Regions from separate parts of the Danio rerio genome. Here region 2 is linked to region 1. The links are chromatin contacts, called in public HiCAR-type maps. All regions are on one chromosome and are shown on one strand. Each heading gives the region's core, a stretch centred on a gene start, on an enhancer-like site or on the middle of the called end of the contact. The rest is flanking DNA. Distances are from core to core; before and after follow the strand shown.

Evidence for each region. HiCAR-type assays count read pairs that join an accessible place to other places.
Region 2: a HiCAR-type map of caudal fin shows a contact between it and region 1, with 5 times the contacts expected there. The contact joins two enhancer-like sites. A contact is called at or near these places in 1 of 18 Hi-C or Micro-C datasets (caudal fin) and 1 of 4 datasets of contacts at active chromatin or transcription factors (caudal fin).

Annotation. Positions count from the first base shown.
Region 1 is chr18:27,012,442-27,017,616 of GRCz12tu, forward strand. The region is part of intron 4 of LOC565819 (novel protein similar to elongation factor RNA polymerase II (ell)); the gene reads right to left. Among named protein-coding and RNA genes, the nearest start is that of pex11a, 42 kb to the left of the region's middle. Within about 2 kb of position 1,515, at least 6 of the 62 cell types and tissues checked have an H3K27ac peak or open chromatin away from gene starts, as enhancers often do. A contact at or near this core is called in caudal fin, where this site is marked.
Region 2 is chr18:27,167,748-27,173,130 of GRCz12tu, forward strand. fkbp16 (FKBP prolyl isomerase 16) reads left to right here. Exons shown (of 8, transcript NM_001386852.1): 5 at 1,216-1,394; 6 at 1,497-1,574. Among named protein-coding and RNA genes, the nearest start is that of serf2a, 11 kb to the right of the region's middle. Within about 2 kb of position 2,369, at least 4 of the 62 cell types and tissues checked have an H3K27ac peak or open chromatin away from gene starts, as enhancers often do. A contact at or near this core is called in caudal fin, where this site is marked.

The sequences.
Region 1 (5,175 bases), core at 265-2,764:
GGTTTAAAATATCCCATTTAACACTCAGACTTGACCACTATCTTGCATTCTGACCACTTTTGATCTGGCAGTGAGTCATTAAAATAGTGCACTACATAACTATATAAAATCATGTGGACCAATTCACTAAGGCCCTGTTTACACTAATATGTTTTAGTTTTAAAACGCATACATTTTGCTATGCTTACGCCTTCCATCCACACCACCCCGAAAATGGAGCGTTTTGAAAATGGAGACATCTGTAAATCTGATTAGGGCTTTTTCTCAATATTAAGTAAACAAAGTTCAGACTTGTATCCCTTCCCTGTAAGTTCAGACTTTGCAAGTTTATAACTTCCAAGAACGTGAGGACACCTCGGGTAAATTTAAATATGACAGTGTACTTTTATAACATCATTCACCCTGGCTATAAAACGAAAGCATGACAACTTTTTTTTTTATTAACAACTTAAACATAACAGACACCAAAAATGTTAAGGCAACATGTGCATATTTATATGACACTCATCTTCACTGTATGCACATTTATAACAAAACGGAGCCTAATAAATGCCTCCTTTCATTTTCATTTTCATGGAAATATATGAAACATTAGGCTCACTGCGTGGTTTTGGCTGTGCTTAATGTCAGGATATACGCACACAAAGATTATCAGAGGAAATGCACAGGGAAATGCAAAATGGCTGGTTCTTTTGCGGAATATAATAATAAGTTAGTTATCATCATTTTTATAATTAATAATAAATATAAAGTACAATAAGGTTTCACGTTTTGGGAAATAAAGGCAGCAATCGGTCAAATATGCAAAATCAGTGTAGGTGGTTTCACAAATTAACAGGTATAACTTATCTTTGTGCTTAGCCAAAAAATGTTACCTGAGAACAAGTAATAGATTCAAAAGGCAGACCCGTTAGATATACGTCTACTACACAAGATGAATTATAGATCACGTTTAACAACTACAGAGAGATGAGATCCAGAAGCAGAATCGGGGTGTACTGGCTGAAGTTGGGTTGCTCTTAGCTGGGCAGGTGTGCTCAGAGCTCCTGCTAGACTGGACTGCCTGGATCTCAGATGCAAGAATATGCTGAAGCAGCTTTCAGCACATGCCAGAGTGCTTGTATGTTCACGTGATATGCATTCTTAGCGGTGTAGTGTGAACAGAGAGCTTTTCAAAAACTCTAGATAAAACGCCAGTGTGAACGTGGATCATTTTTATTCTAAACACAGTTTTAAAACTGAAACGTATAAGTGTCTTAAACACAATCTCAAAAAATACTACTGCTGTAATTGTCAGTCAGTTGTAAGTGACTGTAAGAGAAAAAGTTGGTTTTCTGAACTGTAGAAATCCATTTACCAAGAGATCTGACTCAGAATAATGATTCATTCAGAAATGATATTCCAGAACTAAACAGAAATGTAGTGTTTTTCTGTTTTCTCATAAAAGGCTATCATGCAAGCCTCTAAATATATCAGAGAGAGTCATGCAAGCACTTGAATGATAGATTTATGATGATGTATGCCATTGTCAGACCTCATTTACTGTAATTATATGGAATAAAAAAGGGACTGGTTCATTACTCAGAAGTTCCACAAGACCATAAGAGCTTTGGAAAGACACTGATAAGTGAAATTGCAATGCTTTTTTGTTGTTGTTTTGAGGGCTAAACTACTCTTTTAAATCTTAAGAGGAATTGTGATAACTACATTTGTTGTTTTTCTCTACTATGGGCCGTTTTCATGGTGTGGTATGGTACAATATGGTATGGGTCAGGTCTGTATGGGTCACCTTTTTCAGGCTTGCGTTTCCACGGCCAAAGGGTTACCAAAAGTTTCAGTCATTGTCATTCTCAAAGGAAATGTCAAAGTAATGCTGTATGGGTCATTCATACATCATACGAGAAGCACTTTTCACAAAACAGACGCTTTGAACAAATAAATACTTGTGTATGATTGTTCATTACTAACCTTCCTATGAACATAAATGGATTATAGCTGCAGATCAATGATCAGTGTGAAATTATTCATAGGAATAACAGGGCACAGTATAAAGCCTTTCTTGGCCTTGTGGGTGTTCATCAAGACAACGAAAAGGTTTGTTTAACCTCGAGTTGACCATGGCTTGTTATTTCAAGTATATAGTATTATGGTGTAATGTCTTGGCTGTGTATTTAAAAATGGCGCTTCCTTTGTTTTCATTCTCCTAGCATGCACTTAGTGACGTTTCATTATAAAGGGCACCCAGGTTACCCCTTTTTTCAGATTTAATATAAGTGTATCGCGTCTCTAGAATGTGTATGTAAAGTTTCAGCTCAAAACACCCATAAGATTTTTCATTATACCTTTTACTTGATTCTATATTATACATTTTTTCCACCGGGGGTTGTTTTGTCGTACTGCACCTTTCAGGCGAGTCCTCCCCGCCTACTGTTTCTACGTGTCTTTCTGCGTGCCTTAATCTCCTCCCTCGGCTGCGACAAACAACAGACAGACTTAAAGGAGGAAGATCTCACGTAGCGTTTGTGAGAAATACTACAGTAAGAACTTTACCAATGAGTATTTGTTGTGCAGTTGCATCGATTAGTCACACAATATTTTCACAAAGTTCACTCACACACACACAGATACACACGCACACACACAGACAGACAGACAGACAGAGCACGCTTAGCTTTGCACTGTTTTTGCACGCATACGTGACAGGATACAGCTTAATCTCCACTGCTGTGTGGATATCTGTTATGTTAATGTAAAAAAACCTAATATAACGTCCACAAACCGGGATTGAAGCATCTTCCTTTATAATTATTTTGACATGCGGCTGTGCTGATGAAGTAAAGCTAAAGTGAATCGCTGTACTTCATTGCACACGTGCACTGTTTTAAAACATGTTAAACTTTTGAAACTCACTCTTGATCGCATTTGATGACGATTGATTATCCTAGTGAACTGAACAGACCTTTTATTCAGAGGTGCTTTGCGCTCGTCTTCTCTTGACATGATCATACACTTGACTACCGGGACATGTTAGCGCGCAGCTGTTAATCAATTCGTGGGCGGGGGGACCGCACTCCCACATCAAGTTGCGGTCGATCTGAAAACCGCTCCAATTGGTCCATCGTTTTATGTTGTTAAATTGAAAAAAAAAAAGGACTGGGTGTGTTTATATCACTCCAATATGATAGTCTATACACTATTCCCCGGTTTCACAAACAAGGTTTAAGGCTAGTCAAGATTAAATTGCATGTTTGAGCTGTCTCAACTCAAAATAACTTGTAGTGAGATGTCTTAAATATGTCAGTGTCATTTTTTTTGTCTCCAGGTGCATATCAGTAATATTTTTCTAAGGCCATTTTTATAAATTTGTCTTAAATAGCCTAATTTAACTAAGGCCTAGTCCTGGCTTAACCTAAGCCCTGTTTGTGAAACTGGGCATATATCTACACATATGTCTGTCCTAACAGCTTGAAAAGTAATTTATCACCATAGGTGCCCTTTACTAAATAGCATTCAGCTGCGTGTCTTGCATCTCCTTTTTTTGGTACCCTTTTGTATGCTAGGTACCCAAAAAATGGTACGGTTTTGTTCACTTTTTGGGACCTTTTGACAGAAGAAACAACCATAAATGCGTATCGAATCATACCATACTGTACCACTCAGTGGAAATGAGTCACTATAGATGGTTAGCAGCCATGAGCCGTTTTTATTTTAGAAACAAACAAAAAAGTATTCACTTTATTACACATTCTGGCCGACGTCATTATATTTCAAAGAGCTGTTTTCATATTTCAACACATTTATTAACTACATGATATAGAGCAATAACTGCAGAGCTGTGAGAACAATGATCCTATTTATGAGGAATGTTTGACTATTACAGACTTTAACATACTGGCAAACAAGAAAGAGGGGAAACACACACACACAGACACAAACACACATACAGAATACCTTTTGACATCTAAACATGTCACGCTTTGCAAATAGAGCTTAATTAAACGCTTTCTGTCAGTAAAAGCATTTGAAAACATTTGACCGTGTTTTAGCTGCAATAATGTCTGAACTGTAGACAGATGCCACAGAATTCCAACATCAAACATTTAATCAAATCTAGCCTTACAGGCAATCTCATCAAATCAAATTCCAAAATCAAACTGTTTTTTACCTCACAAAGCCAAGTCACTTATTTAATCATGTCTGCATGTTCAGATATGCCACAACAGCTGAAATGATGCCTCTCATTAAACATGCCACATTGTATGGTTTCTAAATACTCCTTTTTGTGTGTGTTTTCACAAACGCACAGCAGCTTGTGTTGTAATGACATAGTGTCGAGATAAATATTTGGTGATATTATTTATCAGAAGTGCCAGTTATATTAAATTCACTGTTTGTGATGAACAGTTGTGTCTACTAATTGAAAATTATACATTTTTCAGTTGTATACTATTCTCAATGGTTAAAGACTGGTGAGTGTGAGAAAGTAAAATCTTGTCTGGCTGTCAAGACTCTTCCAATAATGCAGAAGGTGCCTATCTATCACAAGTATTGCGATTGCCATGATCTTGCAGTCCAAACTATCACTGATCTACATTCATGCAACAGGGTGAATAATACACTTTTTGGGGGCTTCTACACACCGTAACTCATCCAGAAGAGAACACACACACGCACACACACTTGGCCATACAAACAGAAAGAAGAGTATGTGTTTTCAGGGCTCATATATTAAAGTGGTCCCCAACCAAAATTTAAGCTCACAAACTAAACTAAACCTCAGCCATATATAAAAAGGACCGAACCATTATTATAACTAAGGGGTCACCCACACACAAATAAATTCCAATTGCTTAACAACATAATTTCATTTAAAACAAAAACAATTAAAAGCAATACATCACTTGTAAATAAATCAAGAAAAATAAGAAATGCATCTCTGCTTGTTTTTGATATCCACCAGCGTGTACTCTAGCAAACTAAAGATTTTACCCCAAATGTAATATAATGCAAATATTCAGCAAAATGCTCCTCCCCTTTTCATTATTGTCTTGCTGGACATTTAAATAAAGAATGGCTTTCCTGAAGTAAATGTAACATGTTTTGGGATGTTTATCAGATGCTGTACTAATATTCTTCCACTGTAAAGAAGCTAAATTATATCTGGTCATCATATTT
Region 2 (5,383 bases), core at 1,119-3,618, 160 kb after region 1:
CATGACAGATGCTAAATATGGGGGACCAGCGAGTTTTCAGATTTCATCTAAAATATCTTAATTTGTGCTCCAAAGATGAACAGAGGTCTTAGGGGACTGAAACGACATAAGGACGAGTAATTAATAACATAGTTATAATTTTTTGGTTAAACTAATCCTTTAAAGGTGCAGTATGTAAGTTTGACAGCCAGTGGTTGAACTAGGTATTACATTCCTGAATCAAAACAAATGCAAGCGCAGGTTGCCAGATTAAGGAGTAAGTCTGAGGATCGAGCCTAAAGGCTAATTTAAGTCATGTTCTAAATAAAAGCAATGGCATGCAATACAGGAAATATTTTCTGTATCAAAAGGAGTTTTTGATCTAACCAACACCTCAAATTGATATATTAGAAATGATATCTATTTACTGCAGCTGAACAACAGAAGAGCTCAGGTATACCTCATGTGCTTTATTCAGTGTTAAATGCTAATATTGAGAGTTTGAATGCCATTCTATATGATATTTATTGCTATTCTACTGAAAGCAGCAGATAGTCACTGTTCAGAGTGAGTGCATATTCTGGGCTTCTATATTGCTGTATTTAAATTCCTGTCGTGTTTCGTCTGGTTTAAAAAGCCCAGTAGTTTATCACTGCAAATCTTGTCATATAACATGTTGTTGGGACACAGGGTTACAATGTATCCTGCTCACCTAACGTTTATGCTCGTAATATTTATATTATCTGCTAATTAGTAACCTCATGTGGAACTGCGTCTCATTTCGGAGTCTGCTACTGTCCACCGGAGGTCGCATTCCAGTCAAGGATGCAAGCTTTGAGAGCCTTCCTGAATGAATGAATGAATGAAATGTGCTGTTTTGAAGCAACCCGAGGTGCTAATATTTTTGGCAGTTTAAAAGAACCAAAAAAGTCAGCGTTCCGGCACGGAAAACACATTTTCAAAGCAGAATATCTGACTTCAGCATTGTGTTTCAGATAAACAAGAATGTTCACTTGCATGTTTCTTGAATATCTACAAACATATTAGGGTGTTTATATGCTTTAGAAGAGTAAAAAACTTACATACAGCACCTTTAAACAAGAAAAGTATTGTATTATTCAGTTACGATAAATGAAACTGAATGTTAATAATAAACACACTTTTAAATGTCTTTATATTTCCTTGAGATAATTGTTTGGGGTTATACAACGAGGCTGTAAAATTGTCCTCCTACAGATGGTCAAAACTGTGTGGCAGAGGAAGAAGAAGAAGTGAACGATTATCGAGTGAAATGTCTGAATAATCTGGCAGCAGCACAGCTGAAGCTTGGACATTTCGATGAGGCGCTGCACACCAGTCAAGATGTGCTGTTTCTGGATCCCCAGAACGTCAAAGCATTGTTCAGGAAAGGAAAGGTATGGGCTGCATGTTATTCAGCAAACTAGGCACTGAAACTAGGAATGTTTGTCTTTTACACTTGGATTGTGCTCAACTGTAAATGTACAATATGTATGCAGCTTTTATCAGACAAGGGCGAGTATGAGGAGGCCATGGAGACCTTGAAGAAGGCTTTGAAACTGGAGCCATCAACCAAGGTGAGAGAGAGACGTAACCGTATCTCCTGGACACATCTACATTTCACGTGAACTGGCAACAGACAATCCCATTAGCAGCTATTTACAGATCAACCAAGGCCTTTATGAAACACCTGGCCTGACTGCTGCACTGCTGTTATTTATTTTTATTTCCAATTCAAGGCCAACTCGTATTCACTGTGGCTCCGGGGTGAAGTGAGTGCATGAAAGCTGCATTATAACATTTAGGTTTATGATTCTATTAAGCTTTCAATGTTCATTAGCACAAGCACTTTCTAAAATGATTTTAAACGAGCAGCAGAGAATGATTCATTGTTCTCTTCGGGACTGCAGATCCATTTGGCCTAGTTAAGAGACAGACAAAATGGCTGTCCAATTCTAAATATTTTTTAATCTCTTCTGTGTTTTCAACACATTAACAGACCTGTCACGGTTTTTTACAGGTCAATTCCAATTTACTAAACAAACTTAAGGCTAAATGAAAAACAGTCTAGACTAAATAAAACTAAATGAAATGCCATCTAGACTAACTAAAACCAAATGAAAACCCGTTCTGAGAAATTCCAGCAAATTTAAGTCAGCGATATTTTAGTGAACATGCACAAAAGATTTGTTTCTACAAGTAGACTCTTACAATATTAGAGAATAGCTTTTGTACAGTGTAACAATCCACAGCCAAAACTTGTCCCATCATGCCTTTAAGAGTAGTTAGTGTTAAATCCTCAGAGCAGCCACCAAGATTAAGACTGTCTGGAGCCAGTACACTGACAAAGTTAAACACACATACACACAAACACACCTTCCTGTAATAAAGTGAATCAGCACCATACACACCATGGATGTTTATGACATGCTTAAAGCAATAAACAGAACAATCAGCTTCATTCATAACATTGGAGAGAATATAATAGTCCATTCTGTTAAGAATAATAAATAACAAAATGTCATATCTGATCTGTTCTGCTATAGGATTGCAGCTCCAGTTCTTCCTTGAAAACCCATGATACATAAATAATTTTTTATGTTTTGTGAGTAGATGTTTTTAGACAATATGTAATATATGATGAATTTATGCCTGCTATATCAAAACAGGCTCAAAATTTATTCTCAGTTTTAAATAACTATATCCTGGGCTACACACTCTGGCCACTTTAATAGGTACATCTTACTTTTATAAGGTTGGGCCCATTTTTGCCTTTAGATCTGCCTGAGATGGTCAAATGGTAATTCATTTTTTTTAAATATTGGTGTCTGTAATGCAGCATGTCCTGATATACTCCATGATTACATTAAAAAAAATCACTTTAATGTGTGATTTGATTAAAAGTGGTCATAAACTAATATTCAAATGAGTAGCGGCTTGGACCCAGAAACAGTATTTCATGCATGACCACTTAACAGGCGGAGACTTTGGTTCATTTTGACATAAAAGCCTCCCAAAGTTGCTTGAGATTTCTTTGCCGCACATCCATGAGATAAATCTCCTATTCCTCTACACCTAAAAGGTGTTTGACTGTCGAATGTCGGTGATCATGGAGGCCATTTTAAAATAGTGAACTCATTGGCTGTTTCTCAATTCAAAGTACGCAGAGAACAGACTTGCGTTCTTGTGTAAACCGGTCTTGCTAGGTGTCTTTGGAAGAACGAACCCAGGAGACCGCGAGGACAGAGAACGCATCCTGTGAGAAATGAGTTGCTGCATTCTTCCTGATAACCTTCACAGGTTTTTAATGGAATATTATTTAAACATTACAGCATTCATACAACGATTTACTGTTTTTCCCCTTTTTTAAATATGTGCATTAAAAATAATAAATATACCTCGCACAATACAAATAAAATAGATTTTCATACAAATTTCAGCAAACAAACACCCTTAATGTGTTTATTCCTTTATTAAGATGTCCATGGTAATGTTTATATTCACCGTTTCATTTAGGGAAACTCCAGAGGTAAATAAGTTAGATCTCTAAACTTTAAAAATAAAACTAAATAGAACGCTTCCCACCTCCAGTCGCAATGGCTTCTGGGACTTCTAGAGCGGGTTTGGTACTCAAGTCTGCATCAGTGCAAGAACACATCCGGGAAGTTTCACGCGTCCTCTGTTCTTGCGGTCTTGAATATTGGAACTGAATTTTGGCAGCTGATGATGACGTTACACGAGAACACGAGGACAAAAGACCGCTGAAGAACGCATACTGAGAAACAGCCATTGTCATATTTGATCTTTGTGACATGGTGTGAAATTCTGCTAGAAGTAGCCTTCATCACATGATACACAATGTAGTTCACATGATCAGTGTGACACCAAAGTGTGACAAGATACTATCCCTCACACCATTATACCAGTCAAAGGCAGGATGAATTCATCCTTTATTGCTGTTTAAAACAAATTCTGACCCTAACGTCTTAATTCCACAGCAGAAATCAAAACTCTATAGACCAGGCAAACTTTTTCTAATCTTCTATATTGTCTAATTTTGTTGAGACGTCAATGAAAATCTCCTTTTCTGTTGCTGTTGCTCATCTGCTTTAAAGTTTGATTTGTTGTGTTTACTTCTCTGTTATAATGAGTGGTTGGTTGAGTTACTGTTGTCTTTCTAGAAGCTCACTACCTGGCCATTCTCTGGCATGAACAAGGCAATTTGACCCACATAACTGCCACTTTCTAGAAATGTTTACTTTTTCAGACCATTCTCTGTTCAGCCGTTACTGCAATCTTCATTCCAGCCTCTTTGGCACCAACAACCATGCTACATTCATGGTCACTTAATGGGATAGTTCACTCAAAACTGAAAATTTGAAAATTGAATACTCATTATTTATTCACCCTTAACTTTTTCCAAAACACAAAATAGAAAATATTTAGAAGAAAGCTGTAAACTTGTAACCATTGACTGCCACAAAATTTGTTTTTTATGCTATGGAAGTCGATAGTTACAGGTTTTCAGCTTGCTTCAAAATATCTTCTTTCAGAAGATAGAAACTGAAGGAAAATAAAAGTTGAGTAAGTATTAATTTTTGGCTAAACTATCTATTAAATCAGCTTTCTCATTTTAGTTCATGGTTTAAATTTCAGCAGATCATCTTGACCAAATCTACAGTACATGCGCTGAGGTATTGGCTGACTTGATATGTGCCTTAAAAAGAAGTCAAATGTGTATAAGATATAAAGCATCGACATGCATGCACTCACACATAGAAATACTTAATCAAAGAAAACCCACTAATTGTACCTGGGCCTGCACATGAATGATTTTGTAAGTGGCATCAGGTCCCATCAAGAATGTACTTTGACCATGGTGAAAAGCGAGCATTGTCTAGATAAAACTAAAATATCTGCTGCTCATATAATGACACTTGTCTGGATGGCCAGGCAAAAAGTAAACATTCCTTCAGAAGGGAACTCATTGCAAAATTCAAATTGGGATCACAGAGTCAGAAAAGGCCTGGCTGGGATCGAAAATGTGGTAACATGTGCCATATATCATATGGTCTGAAGTATGGTACACACAAATATATATTGATGGCAGTCACACAGTAAGTGTAATATGCAGACTCGTTCATAAGGAAGCTGCATAGTGTTAAAGTAGAAAATTATATCACATATGAGGCGATTTCAGTCATAAGTAATTCTCGGAAAAGATCAAATCAAGGTCAAACAACTTGACTTGACAGTTTAAAGCTCAACACAAGCAGCTCATTCTCACAACTTACAAACTATACAAAAAGGGTTTCTTAAATTACTAAATATATCCTTTAATTTGGAGTATACCTTTCAGATGAAGTTGTGTTCCTTTTAGAAAGAC